Regions from separate parts of the Ovis canadensis genome. Here region 2 is linked to region 1. A link is a contact called in public Hi-C data. All regions are on one chromosome and are shown on one strand. The core of a region is the stretch at or near the end of the contact, and the rest is flanking DNA. Distances in the headings are between cores, read along the strand shown. Region 1 holds the start of RASSF5 (Ras association domain family member 5). Region 2 overlaps RASSF5 (Ras association domain family member 5).

Region 1 (5,724 bases), core at 315-2,814:
AAATCTATTTTTCTAGAGAAATCTAATAGGAAAAAAATCTATATTTCTAGATAAGTCTAACAGGAAAATCTATTTTTCTAGATAAATCTAATAGGAAAAGAAGAAAAGAAACATCACTGAAGAAATATACACACCTAACTGCTGGAAGAGAAAAATAACAAACCCCCAAGAAGACCGCAAATGTGCTCAGAAAATCTATACGGTGGATGTCCAGTGTTTTATAGTCAGGCTTTGAGAAGATTCTGGCTCAGAGGAGGAGGCTGGAGGGACCTGAGAGCTCTGGGGAGAGTGAGACAGGGCAGGTAGTTGGGGAATTCTCGAGCCTGATGCCTGGTGCAGTAGCCAGTAGGAGGAAGGGGAGGAAGCAGGGCCCAGCCAAACATCAGAGCAGAGGGCAAAGGTCCGAGCGGCCAGAGGTGGAAGGCCGGAGAGGGCATGGATCCAGGGTCACTTCACCCTCTTCTCAAGCCTCATGGCCTCTGTCCATCCAAAGCCCAACCAGGTCTCTTCCCTGTCCCCACAGGTCACCCTGGAGGAAGGGTGTACCACAGGCAGGCAGACAAAGTTATCTGCCATTGTCCTAATAAGCAGGGGCCAAACGGTCATCTCAAGAGTAGCCTCACAACCCACTCTCAAGAAGCTACAAAAAAGCAAGAGAGGGCCCTGGAGACAAGGGAATGATCTGGTAGCATCAGGCATCAACCCCAGCCTCTGTGTGTGTGTGTCTGTGTGTGTGTGTCTGTGTGTGTGTCTGTGTGTGTGTGCGTGTGTGTGTGTGTGTGTGTGTGTGTACTGGCTGTTTCTGGAGAGGGGCAAGGCGCGCACCTGTCAGAGGAAGAGGTGTTTGTTAAATATCGCATAAGCATACCTAAGGGCACTAAGGAGCAGAGTGTGTCCAGGGGCTACCTCCCTCGGTGAAACCCCCGGTCTCCCCTGGAGCCGGAGCGGGCAGCGCCCCCTCTCGGCTCGCCCCAGCCCGCTCGCTCGCAGCCTCTCGCGGGCGGGCTGCGGTCTTCCCGCGCCCCCCAGCCCCGCCCCGCCCGGACCCTCACACTTACTAGCGCAGCGCAGCGCGCGCCGCCACACCTCTCGCCCGCACAGGTCGCACCAGCCGCGGCCGCCCCGCAGCGCCAGTTCCACGAAACAGTGGCCCTCGCCTCGCTCCGCCGGGACGCGGGGGTCCTGCGGCTGCTCGAAGATGCTGCGCACGTCGCGGGGCCGGGGCGCGCCAGGCCGCCGCCGCAGTCTCTGCTGCAGACCAGGCCGGAGAGGGCGAGCGGGTCGCGAGGCCCGGGGCTGGGGCTCCGGGTCCCCCCGGGCGGCCCTCCGGGCACCGCGTCTCTCGTGCGCCCCTGGCGCAGTGGAGAGGGGCGCGGGGGCGCAGCGGCGCGAGGAGTGGCCCGGCGGCGGCGGCGGCGGCGGCAGTTCGGGGCCGCTCAGGCTCTGCAGATAGCGCGGCGGTTCTGGCTCCAAGAGCAGCCGGTACGGGCGCTGCCCGATGGCCGGGGACGCCATGGCCATGCCGGGCGGCTCTCCGCGCTGGCGCTCCTCCCGAGTCCGCCTCGAGAGCGGGGCGGCCCCAGACCGGCGCGCCTTTAAAGGGGCCGCAGCCGGCGGGGCGGGGCGGGGGCGGGGAGACCTCGGAGAGGCAGGAAGGACGACCCACGGGAACCACCGACCGCCCTGAACAGGGGCGGCAGTGGGGGACGCCTGGGCGAGTGTGGATTCCGGGGAGTCTTCAGGTAGCCGGGGCAGCTGAAGGGTTGCACGTGGAAAGCTTCTTACAGGACAACTCGGAAGAGGCTTTCTGTGGGAGCCTCCTGCCTTCAGCCCTCCTCTCCTCTCTCCCATCCTTCACCCCAACCCCAGATTTTCACCCGCCAACCCCAGGTTCCCACGCCCCCAATCCACAGTCCAACCCGCCCCGAGGAGGGAGCGGGCCGGAGGGAAGGGCTTAGAAACGGAGAATGGGGGTCCAGCGAGACGTCCGCCGGCTCAGAGTCGGCCCGCTGGCCTCCCGGTTTTCACGCGCCCCCCGGCCCTTCCCCTCCGGCGCTCGCCGCAGTCCGCCGCCCCCGCGCGCCCCGAGCCCGGCGCACGCAGGGGATGCCCGGCTGCGGCTCGCGGGCCCACGGCGGCTCCGAGTCCCGTGACGGCGGGGGACGCTTCCGATGCTGATGGCAGCGGGCTGTCCGCGCGCCGCGTCCACCCTGGTTGGATTTCCCCTTTCGCAGCAGCCCTGGCCGGTAGGAGAGTCCTTTCCCGGAAGACTGGAGTTCTGGTGATCCTAGGTCCGTGCCAACACTCCGGGCCCCCGTGGGTTGGGAGAGCTTTCCTTTCTAAGTCAAATCTGCCTCTCCCCATAGATGTTCTAGTAATTACTGTGGAAATACCACCACCACCCCCGCCCGCAAAAGCCCTGCTTTGCACCTGGTGTGGACAGCCCGCCTGTGGGACTCAGAGAGAGATTCCTTTCTATCAGTCCGAGGACAGGCTTCACAACCTCCCCACTCCTCTCGATTTTAATGCTCTGCTGTCCTCGCCTTGAAAGCCTTAACAGTTTTTGAACAAAAGGCTAGCATTGTCTTTTAGCCCTGTGTCGCACCAAGTAGGTAAGCGGCCCTGCCCATCTCTTCTGGGTGGGGAACCGGGCTTGCTGGGGCTCCGAACCTGTGTCCCATCACAGACCTGCTGTGTGACCCTGGGTCCTCTCTAGCCTCTGTAGCTTCCTTAGCGGGAAACTGGACTGGGAGTGAGCAGACACTTAACGCTTTGCTCCTCCTCTCTGGTTCCATCACTCTGACTCAGTGGTCACTCGAAAGGTGCGGTTCAATTTGGTTGATTTAGTAGAGGTCACCAGCGAATCAACTTGAGAAACACATGGTCTGAATTCTTCTAGACCTGAGTTGCTCCCTCCCCTTCCCAGGCCAGAGATGGGTCTCCCCCTAGTGTCTTCTAGGGGAATCCTCACTTTTGCTTTTGGATTTCCCCTTGGAGGTTCGTTTTTAGGTGATTCCTAAAATTTCAACAGTCGAGAGGCCAGGGAATGCCCAGCTTGCTTTGGCCCACGGCTTCTCCCTTATGCTGGTGGCAACCATGGATCCTTTGATCCCTAGGTCTCAACCAAAAGTTCTCACCTCATGAGGCCGTTTCTGAGTGCGTGGCAAGAATGTGGCCAAGAGCACAGAGCTGTGAAGCGGAAGGTGGGAGATGGGGGCCTGTGAGCCACAGCCACCCCACTCTGCTCCCCTCCTGCCCCTCTCCTCTCCCCTGTCTGAACCTTGCTTTCTCTCCATCAGTGGTTTTCCAATGCTGCCATACATCACTGTCACCTGGAGGGCTTGTGGAATTACAGATTACCAAGCTCCACCCCCTGAGTTTCTGAGTCAGTTTGTCTGGGCCTGGGGTTTGGGATTTTGTATATTTTTCTTTCCCATTATGGTTTATTACAGGACACTGACCGTAGTTCCCTGTGCTGCGTGGTAGCCATTGACCGTAGTTCCCTTGTTGCTTGCCCATCCTTTATGTAACAGTTTGAGATTTTGCATTTTAAACAAGTTCCCAGGCAGTGTTGACGCTGCTGGCCTATTACTTTAGATCGAAGGTGGCAAGAAGAAAATAGGATTCTCTGTTCTTTGCCCCGCAGAGCAGGTGAAGTTCAGTGGGACACGGCTGAGAAAAACACAGTGGGGGATAATTCTGCAATGTTTCGTTGCAGATGTTGACCCAGAAAAGACCTATTTGCCTTTGTGGTCTTCTTTCCCTCATCTCTCCCACTTCTCCTGCAAGCAGTTCTCGAGAGGCCGTTGCAGAAGCCTGTGTTGTGTATGTTTGCTTGAATCCAGCCTGTATTATCCACCTCTGGCCACAGGCTTGAGACTTGTTTGAAGATCTCTTCCTCCAACCTTGGGAGAGCAGAGGGCTGGGAGAGGCCCAGGGTGTGGGCCAAGCTCGAGCTCTGGTGATAGTCTGATGTGGCAAGGAGAAGCGACCTGGCAGAGTGCGTCACCAAGGAGCCAGTTTTGAGATGCCGTTTGTGAAATTACCACCAATGGCCATTTCTGTCCTCCACCCCCCTCCCCTCAGCATGAGTTTGGGCAGCCCAGCCCAGATTCCTGGGATGGAGAGGCTCACGGGATGAGTGTCTCCTCTGGCCCTGGGAAGCTGAGGACTGTCTGGAATAATCAGGCATAAACCCCTTTGCCCAGGTTCCTGAGCTGGGCAGAAAAGTGCTCCGGTTTAGCTGTCGTGCCCCAGCTCTGATCTGGAGGAGTGCAAGGAGAAAGCGCTCTAGCAGGGCCAGAGCCCTGCATGTGGCTTCCGGGACAGAAGGGAGAAAAAGTGGAGATAACATAATTCCATGTGACCAACCTGAAAAATGTATCAAGTTTATCTCCCAGTTCATCTCCCTGAGCTAGAGACTGAGGTCAAGCGAGGCTGCTGCCTCTCCCAAACCCCAGCAGGAGGCTCTCTGCCGGGAACTTGCCTCTTCTGATGTCATCTTTCCCAGCCCAGTCTCCTTCTTCCCCAGAAGAGCATCCTCTCCCATCTCACACACACAGCCCATTTTCCTTCATCAGGGAACTACTAAATAAACTCCAGGCTCATGGCAGGGTCAGGACCTGGGGTACTGCCTGATGATGAACTTCGGCACTGCTCGGGATGCTGGCCACAGGGGCGAGACCACAGCATCTGCTGAGACGCCTCCACTGGGAGTTTTCTCCCCTCGTTAGCAGATCCTCTTGGCTCGGAGCCGCTGGCTTTTTTCTGCTTGTGACTCACTCCCAGAAGAGTGGGTGTGCTGTTTCTCCTTTTGACCAAAGGGAAGGGTGCTGACAGTGAGTCTGAGTGTGTGAGGTCACTTCAGAGGTGGTCTCTTGGTTCCCCCAGTGGGTGAGTTGTTTCAAGGCTATCTCCTAACACCCCCACCCCATCCCACTCCACGCCCCCACCCACCAGGGAGCTTCCAAGTAGGAAGGAAAAGAGGAGGCGAGAATGTGGCCTGACTTTCTGAAGGGGAAGTTTCTGGGTTTGTCTGGCTTGGAGGCATTTGAAGTCGCCTGAAACCCCCAAAGGGACTTAGGGACCTCCCAGTGATTATGCCGGTACAACTGTCTGCTTGGGGTCACTGGACCTGTCAGGACAGGTCAGGCTACGCTGCAGTAAACAACCCCCACATCCCAGTGCCTTGCACCCAGAGACTGCTTTCTCACTCACACCACATGCCCCCTTGCCTGTTGGTGGGGAGACTTTGTTCCTCAGAGTCAGGGATCCAGGCTGCTGGAGGCGCCACGTAGCATGTTGCCCAGCAGAAAACCAGAGGGACGCAGAGATCCCCGAGGCTCCGATAGCAGCACGCAAAAGCTCCAGCTGCTTCTGCTCGCTCCTCGTCGGCTAGAATTAGTTCTAAAGCCCACCCTCCACAAGGAGGGCAGGAAGTGCGTTCCTTTCTTGTGCTCAGGATGGCAAGAGCTGGAAGTACTTGATCAACAGCACAAATGACCCCTCCCTGCCGTCCTTAAGAGCACAGAGCAATTACTCGTTTAACAAGGGATCACCCAACATCCACTGCATCTCAGGTGCTATTTTAGGCATCAAAGGTGCGACAGTGAAATGGCCATGTTCCTGAAGCTAATAGAAGTTTAGGTGGAGAGTCAGCTACTAGACATGTCAACCTGAGTGTAACAGAGCCTCAGGTCATGCACACTTGGTGGCAAAGCGCAG
Region 2 (5,434 bases), core at 1,282-3,781, 66 kb before region 1:
AAGAATCCGCCTGCAGTGCAGGAGACCCGGGTTTGATCCCTGAGTTGGGAAGGTCCCCTGGAGAAGGAAATGGCAATCCACTCCAGTATTCTTGCCTGGGAAATCCCATGGACAGAAGAGCCTGGCGGGCTACAGACCATGGGGTCTCAGAGTCGGACACGACTGAGCAACACACACACACACACACACACACATCCACACACACACATATGCACACACATACATATGCGTATTTATCAAACAAATGCACAACTGGTGGGAGCAGAGGGCTGCAGCTTTCTCTGATAACCGAGGGGATGACTCTTCTCTGCTGGGGCTCAGGGTTGGCCTGGGTTTACTGAGAGCCTCCTCCATGCCAAGTGCTTGGCATGCACTGTCTCAGTTAATCCTCAGAACCAAACTGCAAGATTGAGTTTATCACCCACATTTCACAGTTGAGACAACCGAGACTCAGAGGAGGTTAGGACTGCGTCCAGCCCTACAGTCTGCAGAGCTCAAAGGGACCCGTCTGTTATGCTGCGTTCTTCCCACGACACCACAGTGGATTCTTCTGACCGCACCCCCGCCCAAGACCCCCTCCGGGAAGAATGAAGCTGAGGACGTGGAGGCCAGTGGCCTTCCCACTGCGGAGACGGTCCAGGGGAGAATTCTGGGGTCTCGGCAACTCTGTCCGCCTGTCAGCTCCCCGAGCTTCTCTCGAGTCCGCTGCCACCCACCCTCCTGGCTTTGTCTTCATGCTGTTCCTGTGCGGCTGAGCATGCGGGAGCCACAGTTTGCGGGAATAAACGGGTCGGTGGAAATCGGCCTAGAATTTGCCTGTCTCAGAAATCCAGTGGACCCCAGGGCGGGTCGGGATTCTCCTTTGGCAGATGAGGAAACTGAGGCCCGGAGGGCGATCATTTTCTCCCGGCTGCCATCACGCAGCACCGACCTGTGGGCGTCTGTCTGCCTTGGCTGGGGAATTTCCCAGCCACGCTGCCATCGCAGCATCACCCAGCTGAACACGCCGGATTCCTGGGGCAGAGCTGCCCTTCTCGCCAGCCCGTGGGAGACAAGTCACACTGGGCAGGATGCCTTCACTTCCTGCTCACACTTTCCCCCACAGGGCCGGTGAGCCGTCAAGCTCGGGCCGCGGAGGGGAGCTGGCGTGCCTCCCACACCCGGCCCTCAGCGCGGAGATGCGCTGACGCCCTTTTTCCATCACAGCGTGTTCCGCGGGCCTGTCTGCCCCTCTCTGCTCTTCTCCGAGGAGGCTGGTCAGAAGAGCACTGTGCCTCCACACACCATCTCTTACACACTAAATGTGCTGTTCCTATTTTACAGGTTACAGACAGAAGCTCTGCCGGGTTGAGAAACGCGTGTGGTCCCACTGCTGGTAAGCATCTGCGTGGGGCCCGGCGCCCAGCCCCTCAAGTCTGCCTGAGAGTGCTCTGCTCACCACGTGGTCACCACGTGGTCACCCCAGGACAGCCCACGTCTGCCGCCCCCACGGTGACCACTGAAACTGCACGCTCCGAGGCGGGGATGAGCAGCCTCCTCACCAAGACCGATACATCACTGACCTGTGAAATGTTCAGCTAAGATGTGTCTGATTGGTGGGTCCCCAGAAGCCTCAGGACCTGGGGCCACCGTGTCACCCGTGAAGATGTCAAGAAGGGACTTCTGTCTCCCAGCAGGAGGCGACAGGATTCCAGGAAAGGGCTCGCCCCTCTCCTGTGTGGCCACTCGGATCCCTGGGACAGGACCCTGAGTCCATCAAGGACCACTCAGGAGGAGTAGTTCCTGGGGGACTCCCTTTTGCTGGAGAGGAGCAGCAGCTGGTGTGAGCCGCACATCCGTCTTCACTCGCTGTCGACGTGCTCCCCAGGGACCCTCACAGTAAAGCATCTCATTCCTTGTCCCTCCCCACTTAGTTCCTGGAGACCTCACCCCAGCCCCCAACCTGCTGGGCACCTCTCTACAGGACCGGGTGAGCCTGCTGCCCTCTGGGAGCTTCCAGTCAGAAAAGCCAGCATCCAGTTATTATTACACACGCTCCATTCCGCTCATCTACGAAACATGCAGGCTCCTGCTCCTTAGGGGTTAACAGCCTTCTCAGGCTCCTCTATAAAAAAGAGCTAAGTGATGGAGAGAAAAGTCTAGCAGCTCCTAGAAGATCTCTCTTGGTTTCCAAATGAGCAACAGCCATTTCCCTGTTAGAAAGGGCAGCTGCATCATGGCTTTCAAAGGCCAGCGTTCCAGACTGTTTTTGAACAGTAAGGGTCAGAGCGGCCTTAACCTAAAGATCTTCCTTCCTGTTCTCTTTCCCATCAGCAGACCATCTATCCCTCGCTTCCCACCACAAACCTGGGGAAGTGACGCAAGCGGCTGTGGGCAGCCTCCGCGGGGCTGACGCAGAAGACAGCCCCATCCGGGAGTGCCAGGAGCCCTGTCTGGCCGGCACGCTCGATCTCCCAGCCTCAGACGGCAGCACCCCAGGCCGCTACCCACACCAGGGCTGGCAGACAAGATCTAACCCGTGGACTGAATGAATCAGCTCCTGAAGCAGCCAATCAGCCAGCCAGGCACCGCCAGCACCGCCTGCTCCCCTTTCCCATTCCAGAGAGGGCAGAAATTCTAGACCAGTGCTTCTTAAACTTGCTGCACGTGGACTCCTCTGGGGGAGCCTCAGAAACACACCACCACCTGGGCTCCCTCCTGGAGGTTCTGATTTAAGTGGTCTGGGGTGCAGCCTGAGCAGACGGATTTTAAAAATCTCCCAGGTGATGCTAACGTGCAGCAGTGTTGGGAAAGAACTCCCAGGCAATTTCAGACCTCCAGGGTTGCCATCCAGCTGCAGGGTTAACACTTTGGCACCCACAGATATCCACTGCCCCCAAGGTTTACCAAGAAGGCAATATCCAGTGTCTGTAGTCTTCAGAAGGTAAGTCAAAGACCCCACTTTCTATTCACCTGCCGAATTCTCAGATCCTCAAAGTGAAAGATTTGCCTCCATCTTTGGCTACGAAGCTAGAAGCCAGACAGACAGTTTTGTTTCTGGGAGTGGCCCAAGATGGAGACAGAATGGGAGACTGACTCTGCTATGGTTTTAAAGATACAGGCATTCTCCTGCGAGGTGTCTCTCCCAGGAGGCTGACACATCTCGGTGTCTCCTGCATGGATGCTCTGATGAAGCTCCTGGCGTGGGTGGCAGATGGTTGAGCTGTTCCTAATGCACCCAGCACATCCAGGGCACTGGTGAAAGCAGATTTGTGTTCCCATGTCCTAAGCCATGGCAAGGGCGGCGTCCTCTCTTAACTCTCAGTGTTATTGGGGTACAGCCAGGTGAAGAGGCTGGGTGCTAGGCCTCAGAGTAGAGACACGTCCTGAAACAGTGATCCTCAGACTTTTCAGTTTAAGTACCCATTACACCAAAAGAAGAGAGGACCATCCTCTGGTGGTCTGGGGCCCATCTCAGAGCAGATTTACCCCAAGCTGAATTTTACTTTAAGAAAAAACCCAAACACTGGCGAATCTTGCATTTCGATCAATGACATAAAGTCTTAATTTGGGTCACTGGGAAGTGACCCAGTGAGCTGAGAAGACTCTGAGCGAAGCTGGTGGCTTTTAGTCTCCCCTGATGCAATGGAGGAGGAAATGGCACCCCACTCCAGTGTTCTTGCCTGGAGAATCCCAGGGACAGAGGAGCCTGGTGGGCTGCTGTCTATGGGGTCGCACGGGGTCGAACATGACTGAAGTGACTTAGCAGCAGCAGCAGCTGAACACAGGGAGGCCCACAAAGCCCCAGCAACGAGGGGGACCCCCCAGAGTGAGGAGGGCGCTGAGGAGAACCTGCGAGAGCCATTAGAATATTCAGGCCTTTTTTTTTTTTCTGGACCTAAATCACAAACCATATTTTTTTTTTGCCAGAAATTTCACTTTCCCTGTTTTTAAATTCATCCGCCTCTTCTTGCACACTGCGTTCACCGTCTTACTCCGGTCTGTCTAAAGTCCCTCAGCTGTCAAGGCCTCTCATGATGTCAGGTCCCTCAGATGTCAAGGCTGAGCATCTCAGCCCTGAATGATAACAACGATGCTTTACTGCTATTTCCTGGCCAGCTCTGAGCGGGCACTGTTCTTCTCACTTAGCCTGTACTGTTGGCTCATTTCACTCTCGCCACAAGTTTATGAGAAATGTACACTTACTATGCTCATTTCACAGATGAGGAAACAGGCTCGGGAAGGTTAAAGCTAACCTACATCCAAAGCTAACACTATACTGTCCTGCACTTAAATCCCATCTACTTATACTAACCTCCGAGTAGACCACCCAGCTTGGTTTTTCTCCCCAACTAGGTTGCAGCTCCCTAACGACTTACACCATACTTAGGTCTCTGCTCTCTGCCCAGGTGGCCCTGGGCATGAAGCAGATAATAAATGTTTGCTCAAGAACCTGCAATGGCCCCATTCCTATGTGGGGGGAAAGCAGTCTCACTTTCTGCTAGGAATTACAGTGCAGTGAGGCTGGCACTGCAGTCTGGACTGAGTTCTGTGAGAGAAGCACCTGTCTTCCCCACCGTGGACCCCCAGAGCCGAGTTCCAGCTTGGCACAGGTGAGAGGCTCAGGCAACACCTTCAGGATGAGCACGAGCCTGTGTTCCGATTCTGACTCCCACTGCTAACAAAGTGATCTCGAGAGAGTTTGAGCATGTCTTTAAGCCTTCGCTTCCTCATTTCTGTAAATCATTTATTGTCTCATACGGAAGTAAAGGTAAAGCCAAACAAAACAGGGGGCATCCTGGAAATGAGCGAACCCATCCAAAGACATGCGCTCTATTACTCCAGGCATATAAAGTCCCACCTCCGTGAGCCAAGCTCATTTCTCACTTTCCTGGAGCACTCCCTTTGGACTGGCCCCTGTGCCCAAGAGTTTGTTCATTCCTTTCTCTACACTAGTGCTTAGTAAATTTTCTGTGAAGGCCAGGCAGCAAACATTTCAGGCTCTGCACTCTATCTAGTCTCCGTTGCTACTTAGCTCTGTTGTGGTAGCAGACCGTGATCACAGAATGAGTGTAGTTTCAATAAAACTTTATTTGTGGATTCCGGCCCATGGACAGTGGTCCGCCACCTCTGTTCTACTCTGCTGTCTGTGTGGTCTCTGCCTGGAATTCACGACCCCTACCTCCCCTAGTCCCATCTTCTCTGTGTAGGACGTTTCTCGGGCCTGCTGCTATCTCATTCTCTGCTCTCCTCATCTCTTAGATCCCTGACACTTGAATTCCCCAGTGGAGAAAGGCACATACAGGTGTGAACTGGTCCCCACCTTCTCCTGAGAGCATGGTTGTATTGAGAGGCAGGCGTTTGCAGTGTGTTTCCTCCCACCACCAGTGGAGGGGCCTTTGGCAACTTCACTCTCACTTGTGGACACTCCACAAGTAGACAAAGGCTTTTCACT

What was found. A called contact is a pair of places that touch in the nucleus more often than the background predicts.
Region 2: a contact with region 1 is called in a Hi-C map of fibroblasts, with 2.9 times the contacts expected there. The contact joins the enhancer-like site here to the promoter of RASSF5 in region 1. A contact is called at or near these places in 2 of 2 Hi-C or Micro-C datasets (fibroblasts and lung).

Annotation. Positions count from the first base shown.
Region 1 is chr12:15,270,095-15,275,818 of ARS-UI_OviCan_v2, reverse strand. It overlaps RASSF5 (Ras association domain family member 5), which reads right to left and starts at 1,564. Exons shown (of 6, transcript XM_069545272.1): 1 at 1,059-1,564. The coding sequence starts at 1,521.
Region 2 is chr12:15,336,873-15,342,306 of ARS-UI_OviCan_v2, reverse strand. All of the region lies in intron 2 of RASSF5 (Ras association domain family member 5), which reads right to left. Among named protein-coding and RNA genes, the nearest start is that of EIF2D, 34 kb to the left of the region's middle. Within about 2 kb of position 2,531, the one cell type or tissue checked has open chromatin away from gene starts, as enhancers often do. A contact at or near this core is called in fibroblasts, where this site is marked.